Linked DNA regions of Sus scrofa: region 1 is linked to region 2. A link is a contact called in public Hi-C data. All regions are on one chromosome and are shown on one strand. Each heading gives the region's core, a stretch centred on a gene start, on an enhancer-like site or on the middle of the called end of the contact. The rest is flanking DNA. Distances are from core to core; before and after follow the strand shown. Region 1 holds the start of CITED2 (cbp/p300-interacting transactivator 2). Region 2 has its middle 670 kb from the start of TRNAE-UUC.

Region 1 (6,198 bases), core at 3,569-6,068, 1.1 Mb after region 2:
GTTCTTTTCACCAGCTGAGATCTAGAGTCAAGGTCTTGGAAGGAAGAGAAGAAGAGAAAGTGCCCAACAGTGGCTGTCTCTGACTGATTCTTTCTCTCCCTTTCCCCCAATCTCAGAGAAGATGGCCATGGGGTTGGGGGAGGGGGTTGTGTTTGTTTGTTTGCTTGTTTGAGTCTCTCAGAGATTCAAAATCCTCCTTTCTGAAGTGATGAAAGGAACCAATCCCTACTTGTTCAGGTGAGGATTAGGTAAGATCATTTAGGTTAAGTACAAAAAAAAAACTAGTATTAGATCCCACAATGCCCCCTAGCCTCATCCCTGCCCACCATTCAGGTATAAACTCTTTCATATAGTTTTTGAAGCTAGACCCTTCAGGCAGCCTTTATTCAACTCAAAGTCTGTTGACGCTCAAGGCTCACCTCTAAAAGCTCTGTTTCAATCAAAACTTCACATCAATGGGACCTTCCTCTATACTCAGCAGCCAGTGATTCCTGGATGAGCCATCCTCCCAAACAGACCAGTTTCACTCAAGTCCAAGACAGGCCACAATGCAGACGGGGGTGAGCTGCTGTTCTCCTTTACACTAGATTTTTCTACTGCCAGCCTTGAAAGTAACCCTCTCTAGAAAAAATCTCTCCTGACCCCCCTCCCCCTACAAGAGCCCTTTTTTTGGATTCCCTTAGAACTTCTGCTATATTCCATTCATTAACTCACTCATTAATCTAATCAGTAAAGGCATGTTTTAGACACTGAATATTCAAACAAACAGGCAAGGTTTCTGCTCTTTTGGAGCTGCCATTCTAAGGGAGAAGACAGTAAAAATTCAATACACAATATGTCATGTGTGGGTAAGTGCTAGGAAGAAAAATGAAACAGTGTAAGAAACAAAAAGGGATATTATTGCTAATTAGGTAAGATAGTCAGGAAGGCCTAGTTGAGGTGTTGTCTGAGTAGAAACAGGAAGAAATAAAATTGTGGGCCAGCAGATTTGGGAAGAGAGTTTCAGGCAGTACCTTTCTTCCATAACAACAGAGGTCTCGTTTTATTAGGTTTTTCCACCACTATTACAGGTTGAATTGTGTCCCACCAAAAATGTGGAATCCTAACCCCCATGACCTCACAATGTGACTTTATTTAGAGATAGGGTCTTTACGGAGGTAATCAAGCTTAAATGAGGTCATTAGAATGGGCCCTAATCCAATATAATTGGTGTCCTTATAAAAAGGGGAAGAGTTCCTCTTGTGGTGCAGTGAGTTAAGGCTCTGACTACAGTGGCTCTGGTGGCTGCAAAGGCATGGGTTTGATCCCATGGGTTAAGGATCCAGTGTTGGCCACAGCTACAATTCAATACTTTTGACTTGGATTTGATCCCTGGCCTGGGAACTTGCGTATGCCACAAGTGTGGCCAAAAAAGAAAAAAAAAATTTAAAAATAAAAAAGGTAAATTTGAAGAGTAGGGGGAGGGAGTTGGGTGGTTGGGGAGCTTGGGGTTAATAGATACAAACTATTGCCTTTGGAATGGATTAGCAATAAGATCGTGTTGTGTAGCACTGGGAACTATGTCTAGTCATTTACGATGGAGCATGATAATGTGCGAAAACAGAATGTGTATATGTATGTGTAACTGGGTCACCATGCTGTACAGTAGAAAAAATAAACTGTATTGGGGAAATAACTATAAAAAAAAAAGGTAAATTTGGACACAGAGATACACACAGGTGAAAATGCCATGTAAGGATTAAGGCAGAGAGATCAGAGTGATGCATATACAAGCCACAAAATACTAAAGCTAGCCGGCAAACCAACAAATCTAGAAGAGGCGTATGGAACAGATTTGCCCTCACAGCCCTCAGAGAAAACCCTGCCAACACCTTGAGCTTGGACTTCTAGACTCCAGAACCGTGAGACAATAAATTTTTGTTGTTTAAGTCTGAGTGGTATAAACAAAGTTTGTGGTACTTTGTGATGGCAACCCTAGGAAACCAATACAACCATCTAGCACCAACAGGACCACACACAGATCACTGCCTTTCCTGGATTCCCAGGATAAACCCCTGGTTACACTGGGCTTTGCATACCTCTGGTTGACTGACAGCCCCCTAACTGGACTCCCTGTTTCCAGTCTTACTTTCTTAATCCATTCTCCACAATACTGTCCTGATCTCTCTAAAATGAAAGTTTGATCCTCTCACTAGTTCACAAGCCTTCTCTCACATCTCATTATCTTCAGGATACAATCCAAATTTCTCAGGCTGGGGACCACAGGTTCCAGTCTGCTTACCTCTCCACAACTTATATCTCTCACCTCTGTCCCCTCCTGGGACAGCCTACTTCTACCCATCCTCAAGGCTCAACTTATCACCACCTACATTGGGAACCCTTCTCAAGGCCAGAAGACTAGGTTAGGTGTCCTTTCAGTGTACTCCCAGAAGTCGTTGTGTTTAATGCTGCTGTGGCACTTATCAGAGTGTGTCCAAGGCTTGTTTGTCCATCTCCACTTTCTGACCATGAGTTGTTCTCTCAGTTCTCTCCAGGAGCTAGCAAAAGTGCCTGGCACTTGGTAAATATTCACTGTATGAATAAATGAACAAAGCATACATACCATGTTCTAACCAGCTAGTCCCAGAATGATTTTTTTTTCCCCTCTAACGGGTGGGGAATGAGGAGTTGACCTTTCAAGGGATTTCCCAATAGAAATGGCATCCATTGGAGCAGGATGGAGCTGCACCTTTCCTTAATGGTTGCAACAGGAATTTAGATCAGCCATTCAAGAGCTGGTCCTTGTTTTGCAAGACACTGCAGTACAAGGAAGAGAAGAAAACAATCTATCTGGCAATTTTTGAGTCTGGGATTGACCAACATTTTCAAGTCTCTTTTTTGACAGGAAGTGTCAGGTCTCTTCCAAGCCTCTGATTCTGTAACTGCAAAACCATGACCTACAGGTAAAACTGACCAGTAGACAAATTATGGGATTGTTGCAACCAAAACTGCAGTGTATTCTGTGCCTGAGTCTCTAAAATGTAAATATTTTTGAGGTTTAAAAATTATTGCACTCATGGTTATAAATCCTGGAGAGTTTGGAAAAGGAAAGAAGAAGAGAGAAAGGCAATAACAATGTTTAAATACATATATTAAATATTACATACTTACATAACTAGAGAAAGACAGAGGGCTAATAGATTCAAATAATCAGGTTTTTCTCTCTTTTGCAAATTCTTGAAAGGGGAAATATATCAGAATTTCCAGTCCTCTAGAAATAGGGCCTTAAAAAGTCCTGTGAGCAAGAAGGGAGGGGAAAAAAGGGTGGTAGTGGGGGGGGGACTTGCTCTTCACAGCAGGAAGTCTTCAATGGCTATCGAGTTATGAAGAAACAACTCTGAACAGAAGTCCTTATTCGGAGCGCTAAACTCGCTTTTACCACATAAAGAGCAATATAAAAGCTCGGAGCAGCCTCATCGTGGTGTTGGGGAAACAACTCGGCTTCCCCATTTGAGAAAGCAAGAGAGCTCTGACTGGGTAGTGGCCCAGACCGGTGTTAGGGCTTTTATTTGCAAGTCAATGAGCCAAATGGACGACCAGGCTAGTTGTGCCGCGTTCTGGGAAGCAAGGTTATTATTATCACCTATTGCCCCACTGAGAAATTTCACTGGAAAGGAATAGTCCCAGCAGTGTGTATGCTCGCGGTGCCATACGGGACGTGCAGCTACGTGCCCACCTCCAGAACGACTTTATTTACAAAGCGATTACCATGTTATCTATCTGTTTTCCTTTTCCAGCAACAGCAGCCTTACTCAGCCCTCGAATTTCTTAATTACAAACCCGTTCACTTCTAAAGCAACCCCAAACCGTCTGGCAGAACCCAGAGGGAGGCTGTGCAAGTTTGCACACACCCCCATCTCCCGGATCAAGGGCAACAGCAGAAGCAAGAAACTGTATGTGCAAAAAGGTGGATCTAGGGACGAGGATCGCTGAGTTTGTTTACAGAGGAGAGACGCCTCAGCTCGGATGCCAAAGCTACCAAGAGCTGCAAACGCAAACTTAGCAGAAGCACACGTACCCGGGAGCGGCGAGTGGGCCCCAAAACGCGGACAGGATTCCCGGCCGCTGGAGCGGAGGCAGCCGAGCGCTAGCGCGCTCAGTCCACCTGCAGCTGCAGCGGGCTGCCGGTCCCCGCCCCCAGCCTCTGTCCTTGAGGCGGGGGAGCGGGGGGGGGGGGGGGGGGGAGATTCACCTACACGCAGAATATCTAGATCAGGTCACCTAATGCCCAAATAGAAACACAAAGGCAAAACCCAGGAAAGCGTGCACAGGGGAGGGGACATTCTTTGCCTAGGGCTTAAAAACGCACTGGGGTAAACACAACCATTCTTTGCAGCCTGGGTAAGCTTTGGTAAGCTCAGGGAGGCAAAAAGGCACTATGGACGGCGTGGGCGCTGCATTGAATCCCCTTTTCCAGTAAAAAGCAGCTCAGATCGGTAGGTGAGCTGGGGGTTGGGGAATCCGGCCAGAGGGGGGCGATGAGTTTTCCTCGCTTCTTTCCGGACAGGCGCTACCTCTAGGCTGAGAGTCAAGGGAAGATTTTTTTCTCTGTGCCGGGGGCCGCCGTGCTGGCTCAGTGTTTGTGGAGGAAACCAGGATCCGGGGGCCGCGGGGCGGTGCCTGGGACCGCAGCCTCTGCGCACGTGCCTCCGGCCGAGGGGGAACTCGGTTGCCAGACCCAGTCCGGGGTGCTCAAAGTGCCGGAATCCGCATTTTCCCTCCGCCCCCCCGGGAGGCTCTCGCTCCGCCCTTTCTGAAATCCCTTATATTGACTGTGGCCAAAGCCCTAAGAAACACAGCTCATTGTTGGCAGCTGCCGGGCGGTCTAGCGATCTAGCGAGCTGTGAGGCAGCAGAGGGGAAATAAAAGGGAACGGCTCCGGTCCTGCCCCAGCAGCCGCTGCAAGACCTCGGCGCAGACTTCGAGACAGCGAGCGCCTTGCACACCGGAAAGGCCACCTCTATGTGCTGCTGAGCCGGTCCTGGACCCAACGATCCCGCCCTCGGTCTTCAGAGCAGAAATCGCAAGGACGGAAGGTAAGCGCGGCGAGAGAAGCTGGCTGGGGCTTCTGCCAACCCAGTCCGACGAGGGCTGGGTTTGCCCGGAGGAAGAGCGTGAGGCGGAGCTGGGGAATAACAACAGGATGTGCAACAACAGGATGAGGAGGGCTGATTTAATGCCTGAAGTTCGCGGCAGGGCTACGGGGCACTTCCTTTATTAGGCGACATCGGGGAGCAAAGGGGGGTGTGGGCTTGGGTCCCCCCGCCCGATCGCAGGGGAAAGGGATGTTTGTGCAGCGCGCGGCTCTGTTGTAGATGGCAGGTCTGTCTTGGTGGTGAACCCGGGTGCACAGGCTCCTGGTGGGATCCTCGGGATGATCGCAACCGAAGTGTGTCTAGGGAGTCTTGGGAGGGGGGCAAAGGCGAGAAAAGGTGGGCTGCGCTGTGGTGGGCGACACGTGTGGCTACGGTCTTAGCGTCTGCTTTTTTCACTTTCAGGACTGGAAATGGCAGACCATATGATGGCCATGAACCACGGGCGCTTCCCCGACGGCACCAATGGGCTGCACCACCACCCTGCCCACCGCATGGGTATGGGGCAGTTCCCAAGCCCCCATCACCACCAGCAGCAGCAGCCCCAACACACCTTTAACGCCCTAATGGGCGAGCACATACACTACGGCGCGGGCAACATGAATGCCACAAGCGGCATCAGGCACGCGATGGGGCCGGGGACTGTGAACGGAGGGCACCCCCCGAGCGCGCTGGCCCCCGCGGCCAGGTTTAACAACTCCCAGTTCATGGCCCCCCCCGTGGCCAGTCAGGGAGGCTCCCTGCCGGCCAGCATGCAGCTGCAGAAGCTCAACAACCAGTATTTCAACCATCACCCCTACCCCCACAACCACTACATGCCGGATTTGCACCCTGCTGCAGGCCACCAGATGAACGGGACAAACCAGCACTTCCGAGATTGCAACCCCAAGCACAGCAGCGGCAGCAGCACCCCCGGCGGCTCCGGCGGCAGCAGCACCCCCGGCGGCTCCGCGGGCACTTCTGGCGGCGGCGCGGGCAGCAGCAATAGCGGCGGCGGCAGCGGCAGCGGCAGCAGCAGCAACATGCCCGCCTCTGTGGCCCACGTCCCTGCTGCAATGCTGCCGCC
Region 2 (6,376 bases), core at 2,668-5,167:
GAGTTCTGGATTTAACATTTACTAGATATATGACCCAATTGAATTACTTTATCTCTTTGAACATCAGTTTCCTCATATATTTTATACAGATTAAATGATGTAACTCATTGTGGAACTCAATAAACTTCTTTACACTCCACATGTTTTTACTTACTATTTATTTTATGTTAATATATTTAACTATGCATAATTATTTTTAAAAACAATAATGAAGTTTCTTCATCTATTAAATTGGCAAATACTTAATTGTAATAATAATTGCATCATGTTAATAAATAACTATCCAGGTGGAGTGGATAAGGGAATTCAGTATTCTTATATGTTGAAAGGGATTTTCATTTCTAGACATTTGTCTTAAAAACATAATAAGTTACATCCACAAAGATTTTTAGCCACAAGAAAACAAAAAGTATTACTATGTAGGAGTTCCATAGTGGTCTAGCAGTTAGGAATTTCTCATTGACACTGCTGTGACTCCATTTCAGTTCCTAGCCTAGGAACTTCCACATGCTGTGGGCATGGCCACAGAAAAAAAAGTATTACTATTTTTTACAGTGTTAGTTGTTAAATCTGACTCTAGGATGCACTAAGTGTATGATGTTAAACAATTTAGTCTACCTTTCTATGCCACAATCTCTTTATTTTCAGAGAAGATAAGATTATGCTTTTGTATAGGGATATTTAATCATTAATTGATTCTAATTGCTTAATAAATGTTAGTTATAATTCATCTTTTCAATAACAATGCTTTTCAGGAATTCCCACTGTGGTGTAATGGGGTTGGTGGCTCTCTGGTGCCCTGAGATATCAGTTTGATTCCCAGCACTGCACAGTGGGTTAAGAATGCCTGAAACCATTTTTGTTTGTTGAAATAATTTTTGGAATATCCAATCGGTTGGAATCATAATCTATTATTAAATAAAATGGTGCAGAATATTTTTCAAAGAAATTTCCATGGAAACCACAGAGGATCCTCAGGTGTCCCTGGGGGGAATGGTGAGCAGCAGCAAGGTCAGGAATGCTACTCTTCCTCACTTCCACTAGAATAGGTCTGCAACCTACCATGATACCTATGAGAGTTCTCCTTCAGATTTGTTCATACAGAGAATACTACCACTAAAATGTAAAAGCTATTTGTTTAGAATACATGCTGATGTAGAATATGCATGACATATTAAGTTTTAAAAGTTATAAAACATTGATAGAACATGTTGTGATACAGGAAATAGATACCATGGCTGGTTGTTGAATTTAGGGTCATCATTTTCTCCTTTGGGGGCACTGTGTAATCTATGATGAGTATATTATTATATGAACAAGATCTAGGAAAATCATCATAAAGAAGTGAAGAAATATTCTATAGAAAATGTCAGAAAACCAATTTCATGTTTTTTTTACAGTAATATGGGAAAATAATTCAATATCACCCTAAAGATTTGTGGAGATTTGTAAATATTCATAATCTGTTTTTATGTTGATCAATGAACAAAAGCAAATAAGATAACCTATATTTCTTAAGTAAAACAGCAATATTTTAGAGTTGCAAATATTACATTCTAATCTTATTTATTTTATGTGTTATATTCTGAGGCAAACTTTATTGTCTTTCTAAGGTTCATATTCCTCAGCTCTAAAATATAGTTAAAATAACTGATTAATGAGACATTGAAGATAATGCAGATAAAAGGCCTAGTTCATAATAAGCACAAAAGAGAGACTAGCTTTTACTTTACACATCATCTACCTTAGTAAATAGAAATTTTAATACTACTCAAATCTCAATATTTAATTATCTTAAAAGTAAGGACAATGACTACTTCATAAGATATTTGACTCTCATTTTATTTTAAACTACATGAATGCAATATGTCATGAAGTTAGTTTAGAAAAAGAAACTTTCCATCAAATTACAAATATTGATATAAAAGATCTCAGGAGTAATCATTGATTTTCCTGAATTTTCTTTTTCCGCTTGATTTTCCTTTTCATGAACTGTGTTACTGAAAGATTCCTGTTTGTGTTTAGTATAGATTTGTTCTTGTTAATATTTTATTAGTTGCTATTTTTAGTACTAATAAAAAACTACTTCTCTTTTCTTTCCAGGCTTTTGCTAAGTGGATTGTACTGAAAGTAAAAATGCTTAGGAAATCTATTTGTTGTGAACATTCTAAAAACCCTTTGTAAAATTAAATGTTGGGGCTCAAGCTTCCAAGTGGCCAACTTACTGCAGCAAACATGTTAGCAGGTTCCTGCACACCTTTTTGGCTTGCTTGCGTTCTCTCTCTTTATCTCGCTCATGCCCTTGTAGGCCACCACAGCAAATGGGTAGTGACATTTATTTTTTAACTTGTATTAAATAGAAATTAAATCTTACTTTAACAGTAGCTCCTTCTATGATTTTGAAATGTATTTGCACAGTATTTTCAGACACATCTCACTATGATAAAATTCATTTAAGAATTCTATATAGTAAATGATGATTGAGATGGCTCAATTTCTAAATTGTGAAATAGACTATACCAGAATATATAAGTTATTACACTGCCAGTAATAACTTATAAATTACCTAGCATTGAGTAGGTGCTAGCCACTTGGTTAACATTTTCTTGTATAGCTATATTTGATTCTTATAACTTCTTCATGATGAAGAACTATTTTGAGTCCCCATTTTACAGATTGTAAAACTGACACTTAAGACACATGACCATAGTTGCACAAATGACAAAGCTATATGTTATTAAATACTTATGAGCAATGTGAAACAAATTTGAATGTTGATCTAACTTTTCAAGTTGAAATTATCCAATTCATGAAAGAGTCAATCTTTGACCTCAAATTTGAGAAGTGACATGTTCCTCATTTTTGTTAGTTGTACAATGTGTTTTGCTAGTGTTTTTTATAGAGCTGATGACAGCATTGTGTGTTACCGGTGATTTTTGTACAACTGCTCCCCAAAGCAAAACGCTTTGAGACTTAATTTCAGTGGTAGGAGCAGAGAGAGTCATCATTTTAAAAAAGAACAGGGAAAGTATTTTAAAATAGAAACTCAATTTTTATTTTCTTTCTTTGTTTATTTTTTTAACAGAGATAAAGAGTGGTCTGCTCCCTCACCAGCTGATCTCCTTTCAGCATCACTTAACTAGAGAGGATGCCAGTGTCCCAAGACTTGGTGCTAGAGACGGCAGCAGCTGGCACTCATCTTCATACTGGATTCACAAAGGTACTTAGAGTGACTGATTTTGATAACCATAAGGCGTGTTGCATTTATATTATTTTATTTTTCTTAAAAAATAACCCAGGCCTCATTTAGGTAAGGTAATGCAGAGTGCTAAAGAGTTAATGAAAAGAAATATGAGGCAGTTAAACTTATGTTTTTTAGTGAGAACACTGAAAGATACTCTATTTTAGCTCTACAACTGGAATTTTCTATCCTGAAAAGTAGCATATGATTAGTTACTACCAAATTGAGTGGGTGTTGCAAGCATTGCTAAAATTATATTTTAAAAAATCCTTTGATCTCTTGAAAGCAGTGATGTGTATAAAAATAAGGTGATTTGGGTATTATATATGCAAAATTCATCATAGCAAAAAAAAAAAGACAATTAGCTTGCTTCAATATTTTGGCTTGTCATGAAGTGAACTTGTTCTGTAAAAGGAGGACATGATCAACTACAGTATCTGCAGTTTTAATAGCTTATATAAGTCTGTTTAATTATTAATAGTATGATTGACTCCTAAGGACAGAGATTGTTGCTCTTGAACTGGGTAAGCAAATAAAAATTCTTATAACACATTTATCAGCAATGTATTTATGCCCAGAATGCTGTGAATACTTTTGGGTCTCAACCTCCTGGGAAGATTTCCAGGTGTATTTTGAAACCAGTTCCCTATACTTAGAGGACAAGGAGAGACCATAGACAGAGGGAGCCCACTCTAGGTTGGTAGATGACAGGTTTAATAATCAAAAGGACTTATTTAGGAGGTTTGTTTTGGGTGGCTGGAAGAGAGTAGATTTCCACACCTGCCTGTCAAAATCTTGAAGTTTATATAGATGCCTTAACTGGGCTCAGTCAAGTACATCATCCAGATGCTCTCAACAGTACATGATTGTCTCAAGGCCGTATCCATGGAGCAGCCTGGGTGTGGGGAAGGTAAGTAAAAAAACATTCCAAAGACAGGAATGAAGGTGAGGAGCCTTCAGTTACCTGAGTCCACCTTGAGAGTCAAACCAGGGATCATATCTTCTTGATGACCTCTCCCAACAACTTCATAACAACAAAGTTTATTTCAAAGTTTATTGTATTGATTCATTTTCTTTGGACTGTTGTTTTTGCAGTATGAAAAATCAAGAGTAGAGGTTATGATTATCTGTTTAATCTTGCCAAGACATTATCTGTTTAATTTTGCCATTGACAAATGAAATAACTCACTCAACCTAAGATGAAGCAGATATTAGCATGAGTAATAAAGTTTTATTTCACTACTTAATCAAATTAATTTGGGAATTTCCAACCCCTTTCCTTTTTATAACTATCATTATATGTTTATCTCTGTACATTATGTCCTAGAGCATGGGTATTAAGGAGGGAGCAGAATACATTGACTATGTCCATATGCAATTGAAAAATGTCTTTAAATCAAGATTTTTACTTGAAGTAATGTTTCTTTAGAGCAGTCAAGAGGGAATAGATCTCACTCATATCAATGGGTTGAATTTATTATCTGCTAATTTAAAATTAATATAAATATATTAAATTTCATATAATCTGTGAAAATGTCTTTCATCTCTGATATTATTTGTGCCTATAAATTTGCATATGCCATAAAGTTTACTTATAGTTTCCTTAAGTCAGCAAAGTCCGTATAACTAAAGAAGTATGAAAAACAAATTTTGAGATAATGCTCTAAATCTTAAAAGGCTGGACAGGGAGCAGCAAAGTGTAAAGCAAAGTGGTGGTCCTGAAGAAGCATCAACGATGAAACTGATCTGGAGATTGAAACCTTTAGTGCAACCAATTGATTTATTACTCAGATCTATGTTTCTCTCACCTCTCTTGCCACTGATAGACTTTCCAAAGAATTTTTAAAGAATAATTTTGCTTTTAAGAAGCCATTTGGCAAAGAACTTAATCTACACCTTAAGGTCAGCCATTTGTCAGCAACAAAGTTTATAAATAACCAACCATGAATTTTCTTATACCTTTTAATTAGGACAAAAAAGAAAGAAAAAAATAGCTAAACTAAAGTAGGCCACATAAGTAGCCCTTTTTTAAAATTCCAAGACTAAATTTTTCTTATCATCTAAAAGTTGATTATGTTTAAAAATTGAATCAATATTGTGCTTTCATGTTTTAATTAGCTATTGACAAATCCTACTAAAATTTTATTTTTAATGGGTTTTGTTATTTAACTGGGGGGTTAAACTGAAAACACTGTGAATATTGTTTTTCTTTTCCAAATGATTAAATCATAAATTCATTTACTGGAAACAAAAACCCTCCAAGAGCCTGAATTAAGACATATTTTGTAGAGAATTAAATGAATTGTGACCATGCTCGTCCAATGCTACTTTTAAAAGGTGTTGCTTGTAGGAATTATCTGATATGAAAAATAGTAATAAGAATTTACTATCCCTTTAACTTTACATTTCTGTTCTTTTACCTTGCTTTGAATTCTGGAATAATTCCTCCATTCCTCCATTTGAGTTCCTCCATGCCTTATTTCACATAAGTATTCATAAGTAGCCTCAGAACTTGAGCATTTCTATCATTTTTGATAATACATTAATCTAATTTTTGTCTAAAAATACATAGGATGTACTATAATACCAAACTTCACTTTTGACAATAATCTTAGAATCACAGACTCCTATATCATGACAGAGTTTGAGCGGAAATGAATTACTTTGTAAACACAGGTGGTACATGATAATAAGATCTCTAATTTGTTGATTAAGTTTGATATAACGTGGGTTGGTTGCATACATTATGGTATATGATATATGTTTATAAAACACTTTGTAAGAAATGTTAGTATTTGTATTTTTATCCAAATAATCTGTCCTATAATCTACAGTACTACTGTAAAGGGACAATTTATTTAGTCAATAAGGGGTCTAAGTTCCAATGGGATTAAATTAATACTAGATAAAGTAGACTAGGACATCCTTCTCTGAATTAATTTTGATTGGAAAACCTATGTAGTTTCATTCATACATCATTATTAACAAATCATGTATTGAATATTTATAGAGCAAATATCCTATATTTGTTTTTTAATTTATTGAAATTAGCTATTTTATAAAATATATATTTAAAGACTTTTTAACATATATATATATATGTGGTTGTGGAGTGAGAGTGCTGAACCTTAACCA

What was found. A called contact is a pair of places that touch in the nucleus more often than the background predicts.
Region 1: a Hi-C map of retroperitoneal adipose tissue shows a contact between it and region 2, with 1.9 times the contacts expected there. The contact joins the promoter of CITED2 here to the enhancer-like site in region 2. A contact is called at or near these places in 10 of 47 Hi-C or Micro-C datasets (alveolar macrophages, embryonic fibroblasts, epiblast stem cells and 7 more) and 1 of 2 datasets of contacts at active chromatin or transcription factors (skeletal muscle).

The regions. Positions count from the first base shown.
Region 1 is chr1:25,150,834-25,157,031 of Sscrofa11.1, forward strand. It overlaps CITED2 (cbp/p300-interacting transactivator 2), which reads left to right and starts at 4,819. Exons shown (of 2, transcript XM_001925774.5): 1 at 4,819-5,075; 2 at 5,538-6,198. The coding sequence starts at 5,546.
Region 2 is chr1:24,049,169-24,055,544 of Sscrofa11.1, forward strand. No RefSeq gene overlaps it. Among named protein-coding and RNA genes, the nearest start is that of TRNAE-UUC, 670 kb to the left of the region's middle. Within about 2 kb of position 3,918, at least 3 of the 83 cell types and tissues checked have an H3K27ac peak or open chromatin away from gene starts, as enhancers often do. A contact at or near this core is called in retroperitoneal adipose tissue, where this site is marked.